Linked DNA regions of Mus musculus: all the other regions are linked to region 1. The links are chromatin contacts, called in public Hi-C and targeted proximity ligation maps. All regions are on one chromosome and are shown on one strand. The core of a region is the stretch at or near the end of the contact, and the rest is flanking DNA. Distances in the headings are between cores, read along the strand shown.

What was found. A called contact is a pair of places that touch in the nucleus more often than the background predicts.
Region 2: a contact with region 1 is called in a Hi-C map of CD4 T cells, with 2.8 times the contacts expected there. A contact is called at or near these places in 1 of 484 Hi-C or Micro-C datasets (CD4 T cells), 2 of 130 datasets of targeted methods (bone marrow-derived macrophages and pancreatic cancer cells) and 2 of 9 other capture datasets (adipose tissue and liver).
Region 3: a targeted proximity ligation map of bone marrow-derived macrophages shows a contact between it and region 1, with 4 times the contacts expected there. A contact is called at or near these places in 2 of 130 datasets of targeted methods (bone marrow-derived macrophages and pancreatic cancer cells).

What each region holds. Positions count from the first base shown.
Region 1 is chr19:6,012,729-6,016,944 of GRCm38.p6, forward strand. Capn1 (calpain 1) reads right to left here and starts at 2,519. Exons shown (of 22, transcript NM_007600.3): 1 at 2,378-2,519; 2 at 1,473-1,740; 3 at 1,268-1,337; 4 at 861-979. The coding sequence starts at 1,739. It overlaps Gm10814 (predicted gene 10814), which reads left to right. Exons shown (of 5, transcript NR_045783.1): 2 at 1,501-1,628; 3 at 2,141-3,084; 4 at 3,589-3,755.
Region 2 is chr19:5,445,282-5,449,031 of GRCm38.p6, forward strand. It overlaps Fosl1 (fos-like antigen 1), which reads left to right and starts at 2,417. Exons shown (of 4, transcript NM_010235.2): 1 at 2,417-2,774. The coding sequence starts at 2,670.
Region 3 is chr19:6,993,865-6,997,830 of GRCm38.p6, forward strand. It overlaps Trpt1 (tRNA phosphotransferase 1), which reads left to right and starts at 2,267. Exons shown (of 7, transcript NM_153597.2): 1 at 2,267-2,660; 2 at 2,832-2,913. The coding sequence starts at 2,601. It overlaps Nudt22 (nudix (nucleoside diphosphate linked moiety X)-type motif 22), which reads right to left and starts at 2,173. Exons shown (of 6, transcript NM_026675.2): 1 at 2,144-2,173; 2 at 1,378-1,871; 3 at 807-905. The coding sequence starts at 1,854.

The sequences.
Region 1 (4,216 bases), core at 1,269-3,768:
ACCACAGATGGGCAGGCTGGTTCCAAATGCACCAGATTTGCTCCAGGGATGCAGGCCTAGGCTGCCTAGGGACAGAAGCTTCGGAAAACACCAAAAATTGTTGCAGGGAGAAGCCCAGAATGATGAGGTAAGAGGATCACTGAAGGATTTGGGAAGCGGCACTGACTGTGCCAAATAGAAGCTGGAAGAGGAGTAGATTGGAGATTTGAGGAAAGGGGGTAGGGAAAAGGGTGACAGAGCTGTCTTGGTTGGGGCACTCAGCATAGAATAATAGCTGCCATTTCTTCTGGCGTGGGCAGAGTGAGGTAGTGGGACCAAATTAGGCAGAAGGAAGGAACACAGAGACCCCCTTCAGGCATGACTGGGATCATCATGGTAGAAAAGGCCTCAACCAAGACTTTTGGGGTGTGACTCTCAACACTAGCTCCTGGAGAATTCACTAATGTAACTTGAAACGTGGGCCCTGTCAGAAACATCAGGGAATGGTGTTTAAACGCCATGTCTGTCTTTTCCTCTACACTCTGTCAGGTTTGCCAAGTCTGGGAAACTGGGAAAAGGGTGAACTGACAGGTGAAGATGGGGAAACTGAGGCTGGGGCAAAAAGCCAAAGCACTTCTTCCACACTTTCTCTGCTAAGCACAACCTTACCTAGGAGAGCTGCAAGCTGAAAATACCTGCTTGACCATTCACACATGACTGACCAGAGGTGGCACAGAGAGGCCAAATACCTTCCAGAGGGAGGGCTGCCCTCGAAGGGCATGGCCCCGGCCATCTCAGCTTCACAGTGCTGTGGGCCATCCTTTCCCATCTCCCTAAAGTCAGCTATTCCTCTGGCCCAGGGAGGGTGCAGGGACCTTCACCTGGAAATGAAAGATGCCAGCGTAGCCATCCTGAAAGCTCTGGCCGTAGGGAACCACTCGGTGCAGAATAGTCTCGTTGAGGGTGAGGGAGGCAATGGCAGCCAGGAGCCAACAGTCCCCTGGAATAGGAAAGACCCTCATCAGGCTTGCTTTCCGGATCTGCCCAGGGGAGGGAGGTGCTGTGTATGTGGGATGCCGGGGGCCACCAGGGATTCCCTGGGTGGGGTACCCTTCATCTCCCCTCCGCTTACAGAAAAGACCCAGGAATCTGGGCGAACCAGCACCTATGCTGATAGTCAAAACCTGTCTGGACCTGCAGGAGGGAGGAGTTGGGGCAGTGCCCAATGGAACGGGAACGGAGAACTACAATGGGGCAAACGCCCAGAACCCCACCCCTGGGGGCCTACCCAGTGCTCCCTGGCAGATGTCTGTCCGGGTGGCTCCATCCACGATGAACTGGGGGTTTGACATCAGTTCCTACAAGACCCACGGTCATGTTCCTGGGCCAGTCCCTCCTAGAAACTGGTACCCAGACACCACGAATAATGGGGGGGCCCAGTCCCATTGCCCACCACCATCAGAACCAAGTTCCACCCAGAGTGGCCCTCTTACCGTAGGCCGCTTCCATTTGATGCCATAGGTTTTAGAGGAATGAGGACCCAGTTCCTTGAAGCCCAGGCTATGAGAAACCGGAGGGAAGGCCTCGTCTTGGAAGAGGACCCCACTCTGCAGGCATCTTGCCCGAAGCGTTTCATAATCCTGGCCCAGGTACTTGATGGCGTTTTCATGGCGGCCCAAGCCCAGCTCCTTGTCCCGCTTCTTCTGTACTTGGGCTGACACCCCGGTGCAGTACACAGGGGTGATTAACTCCTCTGTCATCCTGGGGAACACATGGGCCTGGTAGAGATGCAGGCCTTCCCAGGGATAAAACACAACTGCCTGCCGACATTCTCCTGGACTCATTCCTCCCCAAACATGGGTCACTGCTCCCTTTACAGTGCCTGGGACTCTCAGCCACCTTGTTGTTAGGCTCTCAGAATCTGGAAAGGGGTGTCCAGTTTCTAGGTATCCTGGTCACCACCTCTCTTTTCCCTATTCTTACCGCCCAGAGGTGACAGTTTGGTATCAGCCATCCAGGCAGGTAGGATAGGGTGGAGGCCAGCCACAGCAGCAGAGCAGAGGTACTCCAGGTACGATCCCTGACACCATTTGCCTGCCTGTAACTTCCCCTCCACAAAGCTGCCAAGCATCTAGTTCATTTGCCCCTTTCCTCGGCTTAGGAACTGAAAACTCCACGCACTGATGCCTTTCCACAAGCTGAACATCAGAGCACTGGACACTGGCCCAGCTACAGCGGACAGGTTGAGCTGAGCGCCTGGGTTGAGCTGCTTCCGGACCCTTAACCCTCAGGCAAACACACAGAAGACCTGAAGCAGGGGCTGATCAGCGACAGCCCCCTAACCCCAGAAGCAGTGGCCTGGGTCAAACAGTCGTAGTCTGGACACCCAACTTCTTACCTGGGGAAGGGGAGTTTGGGAGATTGCTGCGGTCCCTGGGGCTGGCTTCCTTGGTGGCAGCTCAGGGCAGGGCCCAACCAGGAAGAGCGCTCCTCCCTGCCCTCCTCCCTGCCCTCCTCCCCGCCCTCCTCCACCGCCCCTCGGCCCTGGTCCCTCCCTCCCTGGTCCTCCACCTACGCCCGAGGCTCTTACCCCGCTCCCTCTAGGCTCTCCCTTATCTCCCCCGCAACACTTTTTTACTATCTCTTACTTAGGGTGTCTTTCAGTCCCCTCCCCCCGCCCCCTTCCTCTGCAGACTCTAAGCCAGCTCTGCGAGAGGACAAATTGGTAAATGGCAGAGTTGTCTCCCGGGAGGAGCCGGTCGCCGGTCCGGGTGAGAAGGGTTGGACTGGGACAGAAGGGCACCGCCGGCCAGAGAGAGGGTAGGGCAAGGGGTATTTTTAACTAGGGCCGCAGCTCGAGTTGCAGAGCCGCCGGCCCCACCCTATGTCGCCCTCCGGGAAGGTACTGGGGACGATCCGGCTCAGTGACGCCGCCAACACAGTCCTCCACCCGCCTCCTGCGCCCCCGCGTGCCTCTGGGTTGCAGCTGTCTTCCAGCCCAGCCGGCGCTCGGCGAAGCAGGGATTACCTCTGGTGGCTGCAACTGCTTGCTGGAGCTGCCCCTGGCTGGATGAGAGCTGACTTCTGCCGGACGCTAGACAAACGGTAGCCCCACCCCGGCCGGTCCCTGCCGCAGACCCGCTGTAGGGCTGAGCCAGCTCCCCACCCCCTCACCTTAGGGCGCAGGCCTGCAGAGCTAGCACTCCGCCCTAGCGGTCTTTGCGCACACCCTGCATGGCCTTAGGTAAATCCGTGCCTCGATTTCCCCAACCGTGCAGAAAAAAAAGAGGGACAATGGCCTTAGCCAATCTTTGTGTAGCATTCTGGCCTTCTCTTTCAAGTAATTGGTCTGCGCACCTGGGATCAGCTCCCTTGTGGGGGTTACCTGACCCGGGAGAGGGCAGCAGAGGCCCGGAACACCAGGGCAGGCTCACACAGGACCTGCAGATCCCCCTGGGCGCACTACAAGAGTTTGGAGCATCAAGGATGCAGAGGGATTGGAGCGGTCCCAAGGCTCTTCACAGTTATAGAGGTCACAGCATGGCCGATCAAGCTACATAAGATGGACAAGCATTCATTGAATAGATGGTGCTTTTCTTGGGATTCTAGGCACCTCGACACTCCAAAAGTTAAGAGCTGACTGCGTCTAACTTTCGCACCTGGGCGTTATGCTCAGCTGGGCATGAGCTGATGAAGACGCCTCTGCCTTCATGGTTAATGGAGAGGAAGGGTTGGTCCACACACTTTCCCCGACTGAAGCCTCATCTAATGCAGGTGTCAGTAAAGGCAGGAACTTTGGCAAGGGTGGGGAGATGCGCGTGGCCGGGGGCGGGGGAGAGGTAGGGTGGTGCCTGAAGAAAGCCTAGGCAGGTAGAGGACATGAGGTGTAGCGGGTGTTGCTTACTCCGGGGAGAAAAGAGGGGAGAGTGGCAGGGTTAGGCAGATTCAGGGGTTCAGATTTTTGTTGTTTTATTTATGTGTGCACATGCATGCAAGTAAGCACAAGAGGGCAGAAGAGGGTTTCAGACCCTCACAAGCTGGAGTTACAGGCAATCAAAGAGCTGCCTGATGTGAAGGCTGCGAACTGAACCCAGCACCTCTAGAGGAGCAGCAAGCCCTCTAGAACTGCCAAGCTATTTCGCCAGCTCTTCCCTCCCTGACATAAGGTCTCACGTAGCCTAGGCCGACTTTGAACTGTATGTAGCTGAGACTGGCCTTCAGCTCCGGATCCTCCTGC
Region 2 (3,750 bases), core at 1,167-3,666, 570 kb before region 1:
CAATATCTTTGCCACAGGAGGATGGATGTTGTCAGGGTGGACTCAAATTCTTCCATGTGCCACCACCATCTGTCTAGTCTAACACTGGTCAGCCAAAGGGTTCAAATACCAATCAGGTCCCCCAGCTTCTGTGTGTGTGTGTGTGTGTGTGTGTGAGCATGTGTGAGCATGTGTGAGCATGTGTGTGTGTGTGAGCATGTGTGTGTGTGTGTGTGTGTGTGTGAGCATGTGTGTGTGTGTGTGTGTGTGCATGCATGAGCATGTGTGTGTGTGTGTGTGCACATGTGCACATGTGTTCATGCTCTCGTGCTGGAGTGCAAGAGTGCACGTATAACACTCATAAGAAAATCATGGGACAATCACTAGGAATCAGTTCTCTTCTGACATCATATGCTCCAGGGACCAAACTCAGGTAGTCAGGCCTGTTGTAGCAAGCACTTTGACCTGCTGAGCCATCTCTGCAGCCTTGATTTGTTTTCTTGAGACAGTGTCATGTAGCCCAGGCTGGCCTTGACTGAGCTCATCTTGTAGCAGATGCTGAGCTTGACCATCTTCGGTCCTCCTGCCTTTATTTTCAGCACTCTGGGGTCACAGAGCTCACCGTCAGGCCTGTCTCTGTGACATTATTGTGTGTATCTCTCTAGCAATTTTCAGATGCAGTTGTCACTGTGCCCCCAGTTCACAAATGCGGAAACAGGAGGTCACAGTTGGGTGAATCATCCTGGATTCACAGTGGATGGTCAGCCCAACCAGAATTCAAACCCAGAACCCAGAGCATTCTGAGTGTACCGTGCATGTAGGCGTATTCTTTCTATGGATTCACTACCAAGACTCTTCTCCCCTCCTCCCCTAATCCCCAACACACATGCCTGCATTTCTCTTTCCTAGCTTAAGGAAAGAGCCCTAGAGCCCTAGAGGGGCTCTAGGCTGGTGATCTTTTGAGGATGCTTCAACAGCAAAGCTCTGTCACATCCGTGGTCTCCTTTGGTCCCATAGTAGCCCTGTGAGGTCAACAGTGAGGCCCACCCCAGACTCAGGAAGGAGACCTCCCCGGGTCACATGGACACAAAGTATAGTTCTATGATGAGATATACTGGCCTCCAGGCCTGAGTCCAAACAGCAGAACCCCAGCCTTTGTTCCCAATGAAGACAGCCCAGGCCTCTGCTTCCCTGAGGACAAGTTTCTTCAGTCTCCATTGAGATGGAAGAAATCAGAGAAAGAGTTTTGGGACCCATGCTCTCCCAGTCTGCCATTCTTCGTGTACGTACAATGTAAAGGCTTGAAGCTCATGGCCTGACTTGGTCACCAGACTCAGCCACTTACTCAGTGGCCTTGAGCAACTCATTTCAATACCTGTCAGCCTCAGTTTTTCCCATCTGAGAAGTGGGGGTTATGATGGCATTTACCTCCTCAGCACACCTGGTCAGGACCTCACCCGTATCAAGGCCTTTCACATACTTCCAAAGTGGGCTGGTGACACACATAGTACTGGAGGAGTGCCTCCAGTCAGACCTTCAGTCAAGAAGCCTTACTGACTGTGTCTCAGGACACCTATGTCCTTCTGTAGGCGCTCTCTGCCTGTAGAGGCCTGGATTAAAGCTTGTGATAGCTCCAGAGACGGTCTCAAACATGTAGCGCCTTCTATCTGTGGGTACACTAAATGCCACTTCACGTAGTATTCAAATATAACAACATTTCATAACCCTGGTTTGTCAATAACCTTTCAGTCTATCAAAAACCTTGACAACAGTTGAAACTGGGTGTGGAGGGGCACATTTGTAATGTCTGCCCTCCACTTGAGAAGTGAAAGCAGGTTATTCTAAGCTACATAAGGAGTTCAAGGCCAACCTGCACAACAAGAGACCCTATCTACAAAAGCCAGGTGTGATGGTGGCACAGTCCAACACTTGAGAGGTGACGGAAGGATCAGGAGTTCAAGGGCAGCCTCAACTAGATACCTGAGACCCTGTCTCAACCAACCTCCCTCCACAAACCACAAGCAAAGCAAACTCAACTAAAGAAACTTCTCACCCCACTTGAGAGGAGCGGTCTTAAGTCAGGACTGCAGACTTGGGTGACAGTTGGAATGATTCTCTCCAGGTAAATAATGATGATGATAATAATAACCCATATTTATAATTCACTTCCCAGCTTTCAGACACTCTCCCCGTTCTTCTTTCTAAGTCTTGGCGCGAGGCCAGGCGGCCACAGGATTTTGTTTCGCCCTGTGTTGGGAACCTTGGCTAGTCTGAACGGGGCGGGGCGCAGTTGCAAGCCCCAACTTCGGCAAGGTGCGTCAGGGGGAATCCTCGGTGCACCTGGGCGCGGCAAGGAAATTGCACCATGTATGGGCAGCTGCGTCAGAGGGGGGCGTGGCCGCCGCGGATGCTAGGGGACGCCAAGTCGGTCGCTTTCTGTCTGTAGAGGCGGCTTGCCACCCGAGCAGAGGGTCGTGAAGTTCCGAGCGGACCGGTCCACAGAGGTTCATCTGGAGAGGTGGGTCCCCTGCGAGGTGAAAGGCGCCGCTGAGACACGCCCCCACCCCCCGTGGTGCAAGTGGTTCAGCCCAAGAACTTTTCATTCATAAAAAAGACCAGACTCCGAGAGGCGCGAGTGAGTCAGAACCGCAGCCGCCAACGCGGACCCTACCGAACATCCAGCCCAGGGCATGTACCGAGACTACGGGGAACCGGGACCGAGCTCCGGGGCTGGCAGCCCGTACGGTCGCCCCGCGCAGCCCCCGCAAGCTCAGGCACAGACCGCCCAGCAGCAGGTGAGACTGGCCGAATCGTCGGGGGGGGGGGGACCTGAGTTTGGACAGCATCAGGGATGCTGGGATTAGTCTAGTTTGCTCCGGGATTTGGACTGGGGCCCCGAGCAGCATCTGACTCTGGTGGTCGCGACCGAGGATCCTGCACGTTCTGTGTGGTCGGGGAACCTATGTACCCGGTGGCCAAGGGGACGAGCGCAGCGGGAAGCGCGAATATCTGCGAATTCCCCTTCTCGCTCGCCCGTATCTCCCTAGCTGACTGTCTTTCTGCCCCTCCGTCTCCGTTACGGTCTTACATTTCCTCCTATCTGCCCCTAATACGCTGTCCCTCTAAATACCTGCCCCATCCCTGCCTGGACAGGATCAGAGGTGTTCTCCATCTCCAGTTAATAACTGGGACCTGGGGTCTGGGCACATAGAGACGGGGTCCATCAGAACTCAGCCGGGACAGAGAATTCTTAGCAGCCTGTCCGAGGCTGTCCGTGTGTTGCTCTGGTTGTCCGTGTCCCTTTATCCGGTCAAGTCCTCATCTCTTTGTGCGCAGTATAGAGCCCATGGGCCCCAGGCAGTGGTTCCGAGGGGTTCCTGGAGACCACGAAGTGTTGGGATGTGCGCGGGGTCACCTGCCCGGCCACACTCGCGCTCCACATTCTCGGCACCCGACGTCTCTCACTGCTGGATAGGGGCACTTGAGAGGTTGCAGGTGTCCATTTCCTGTCGAGGGGCCGCGAGCACGTGTCGCCAGGGGAGGGAAGGAGCTGCGTCCGTTTCGCCGAGTCACAGCGGGCCGAGTCACTGAGGCTGAGTCACCCTGGGTGCCCCTCCCTTCCTGGCCCCAAACGGCCCCTAAGGACCGACGACCTGGGAGCGAGAGATGCCCCTGGCAGTGCTTCTAGCCCAGAACGGGGGTCACTGAGATGCTGGGTCCCCCAGTATTGGGCTGGGGACATAGCTGTCCAGACTTGCCTAAGCATGTGAG
Region 3 (3,966 bases), core at 1,017-3,516, 980 kb after region 1:
TGTAGCCTAGGCTATCCTTAAACTTAATATTTAGCAAAGATAACTCTGAATTTCTGATCCTTCTGCCTCTACCTCCTGAGTGCTGGGACTACAGGTATACATCACGGTAGTTCACATGGAACAAACCCCGGGTGTTTTGTCTCAAGCTGTGGGTGGTGGCTCCTTGGGGTAGGGGGTCAAATACCCTTCTCACAGGAGTTGCCTGAGACCACGAGAAAACACAGATATTTACATTATGATGTGTAACAGTAGCAAAATGACAGTTATGAAGTAGCAATGAAAATCACAGTCGGGGTCACCGCCACACGAGGGACTGTATTAAAGGGTCACAGCATTAGGAAGACTGAGAACCGCTGTGCTCGGCAAACAGTCTAACAAAGGGAGTGTATCCCCAATCCTCAATGGCTGTGACCCTCGAATGTTTGTCTTGTCGGTCAAGTGCCCCATAATACAGAATACAGGTTCTGGGCATGTTCATTTTACAGATGAGAAATGGAACAGATATCCAGGGAAGTCCTTGTACCCAAGTGAGGCTGACTCAGTAACACACTCTCATTACTTTTTGGCAAACACAGACAGTTTTCATTGTTTCCACTGGGGGTGGGGGTGGGGGTGGGGGGTGGGGAGAACCGAGCATCAAAGAATCACAGGCCCAGCTTTAATCACCGGCCCAGCTTCAACTCCACACTCTTCCTCAACGCCAGAGAGGGTCATGCAGACCCACTCTGGCCCAGCACTGTGGATTTCTAGCCAATTCTACCCTCTTACCCATACCCTCTATGCTGTCTGGGGTCCTGGTGGCTCACCTCATCACAGATCTCCTGTAGGACACTGGAGAAGAGTTCTCGTACCACCAGCAACCCGGGGAGGTCCTTGTGCCGGGGGATGCCACCAGAGCACAGGGCCTGTGAAAAGTTGAGGCTCAGATTTCATCTATGCCACTTCCCACACCGCCGCTTTTCTCTTGCTGGGCATGGAGGCCTGGAGCAGACTCAGTGTGAGAGTCCTGGCAATCCCTAACCCAGGCCCACCTATTCCAAGGAGAGCAATCGGAAGCCCAGCTAGGAAGGATTACATGGATCGGATAAGAAGAGGCATCCTCCCTTCAGTCTCTCCTCCCATGTTCCCTAGCTTCCATAGGTGTGTTCCAGCTTAGATTTATGGCTGGGGCTCCCAGATGGCAGTGAGCACCTTGTTTCCTCCCAGTAGTGGTGGAGAGTCATGGGTTGTGCTCAGCTGGGCCCCACATTCTCCTGGACAGCAGAGCATGCGCCTGCAGGCTCAGAAATACCAAGCCGGTTTTCCCTTTATGAGAAGAGGAAACCAGGACCAGGAGTGCTTGGATTTTGAGCCTTTGGACCTAGCCAGTCATCTTACCTGAGGTTCAGGGTGCCCACCGGGTACATCCACCAGTCCGGGAGCTTCCGCTACCTGCTGAGAGCGGCGCAGGAAGACAAGGAAGTCGTCAGCTGTGACCAGTGCGGCACCCACCCCCAGTGGGTCTGCCAGATAGGCTTGCTTGTCACCCCAATCTGCAGCGCCCTGCTGTCGCAGCCAGGAGGCTGAGCTGGACCAGTTGGTGCCCAGGAAGTCCCGGTAGGAAGTTAGACCCAAGTGCAGGAGCAGCTGTGGCTCAGGCGAGCTGGACACCAGTGTGGCTGAGTGAAGGCGGAACTTGGGAGCATCAAAGATCCAAGGTTGGGCCTGTTGCCGAGTCTCCCAGATGGCAGTGATGGCCTTGTCTCCTCCAGGCAATGGACGACGGTCATGAGCCGGGCTCAGCTCCACTGCTACCTGCTCCTGGGAAAGTCCCCCAAGAGGGCACAGCAGCAGCAGGGACACCTCGGGGTCCATAGTCTGACAGGGCAGCTCTGGCAGAGGACACAGATGGCCATCCTGTCACTCTAGGAAACGAGCTGACCCTCTCTTCCACAGAACTCCTGAGTGCTCCCCAGTCCTTTTGCAGATCCCTGACTACTTATTGCGAGCATCATTCCAGCAAGAGTACTGAGCTCAGCAGGCGCCCTGGAATCCTGCTGTCCCAAACCCCTAAAGCCTCTGGCAACCCTACCACCCAGCAGCACTAGGTCCCCAAAACTCTCAAGGCCCCCGCCCCCCCCCCCCCCAACTCCAGGAGTCCTACCTCCAACCTGGACACGCTTGATCTACTCCCAGGATCTGGAAGCTTGATCTCGGAATTTAGCGGCTGGCCCGGCCCCCAAAGTCCACCCCTTTCCCCAAGCGGAAGTACCCGCCCCTTTCTTTCCTGGCTTCCCATTAGCCAGTCCGTGTTCAGGTCCGGATCCCGCCCTCCGCAGTGGAGCCCTTCAGATCTATGCAGACCCGCCGACCTACTTGTCAACGCATACGCCAGCCCGGTGCCCGGGGCAGCCGTGCTGTGATCTGATTTCAGGGCCCGGGGTCTGGTCCGGATCCCTCGGGCCTCGAGGCTGCCAGTGTGACCTTGAGCAAGTCTCGCCCGCTGGGCCTCAAGTTCCCTTGCTGAACTAGGGTGGGATGAGCAGTGCGGTTCTTATCCTGAGCTTTTGTAACTTTCTGGGCAGAGAACCCACACTCCCTGCTCCCTACAGGTCTTGATCATGAACGCCCCTGGAGGAAGGAGGAAGGAAGGTAGAAGGACTCATAGACCCCGGGAACAGGTGCGCACCTTTCCAGCCTTACCCACAACGCTAGGACATGGGAGAGACCCTCTGAGCCTTAGCTTCTTGGTGGGGTAGACTGCAGCACCATGGGCGCTGTTCTAGCCTGCCTTAGCAGTAGGACATCCAGGGCTGGCTACTGAAACTCAGATCATCACTGGACTCTTTCAGGACCGAAATGTGCAGCTGTCTAAGGCTCTGTCCTATGCCCTTCGCCACGGGGCCTTGAAGCTGGGACTTCCCATGCGAGCTGGTAAGTAACCATGCTGGAACTGGGAGGAATGGTGGGAGCCCAGAGAGCAACTGGAACCTCTGTCTCCTCGACTTTAATTCTTAACATTGCCCCAAGAGGAATGCAGAATAGACACACCCTCCAAATGTACAGGGGAAAAAATGTACAAGGCCCAGAACCTCTTTCATATCCTCTGGAAGAGGAGCCCCTGTCTAGGCTGGACTTCATGATGTCTCTTTCGACCAACTGGCCCAATCAACACTTCCCAAGGATGGACAGAGGAGCATACTGAACAACTGATGTTTATTGAATGGCCGCTGTGGGCGGATACTTAGTGCTTGCTATGTTACTCTCCCTGGAGCAGACACACTGTTCTGGTTTCTTTTTGTAGTGTTTTGTTTGTTTGTTTGTCTTGGTTTTGGTTTTGGTTTTTTATGTGCATGAGTGTTTTGCCTGCCCCACGTGCATACTTGGCTCTCGCAGAGGCCAGAAGAGAGCATTGCATTCCAGTGGGACAGGAATTACAGGTGGTTGGGAGCTGCCGTGTGAGTGCTGGGACCCGGCCCCAGGTCCTTAGGAAGAACAGCCAGTGCTTTTTTTAATTGTGGCACCATCTAGAAAGCCTCATTTTTCATTTTGGGGACAAAATGTCATGTAGCCTAAGCTAGCCTCATCTTGAACTCTTGATTCTTTTGCCTGCCCTTCTCAAGTGCTAAGCTTATAGGCGTCTACCAATATGCCCACCATGAAGCGGGCACCTTCCCATGTTAAATAAAGTGAGGCCTGGGGCAGAAATGCATCTCCTTAGCAGAGCTCTCTCCTGCCTGCTGCAAAGCCCTGGCTTCCATCCCCAGCACAGGAAAAAACAAAACAAGGGCTGGGGGTGGGGGTGGCTCACACCTTTAATCCCAGCAGTCATGAGGCAGACCAATCTCTGAGTTCCAGGGCAGCCTGGTCTACAGATTGAGTTCCAGGACAGCCAGGACTACACAGAGAAACCCTGTCTAGTGGTGGGGGAGAGAAACAACATCTTGAGACCCCAAAAGGAAAGCCTTCCTGAAAGTCACAGAAAGG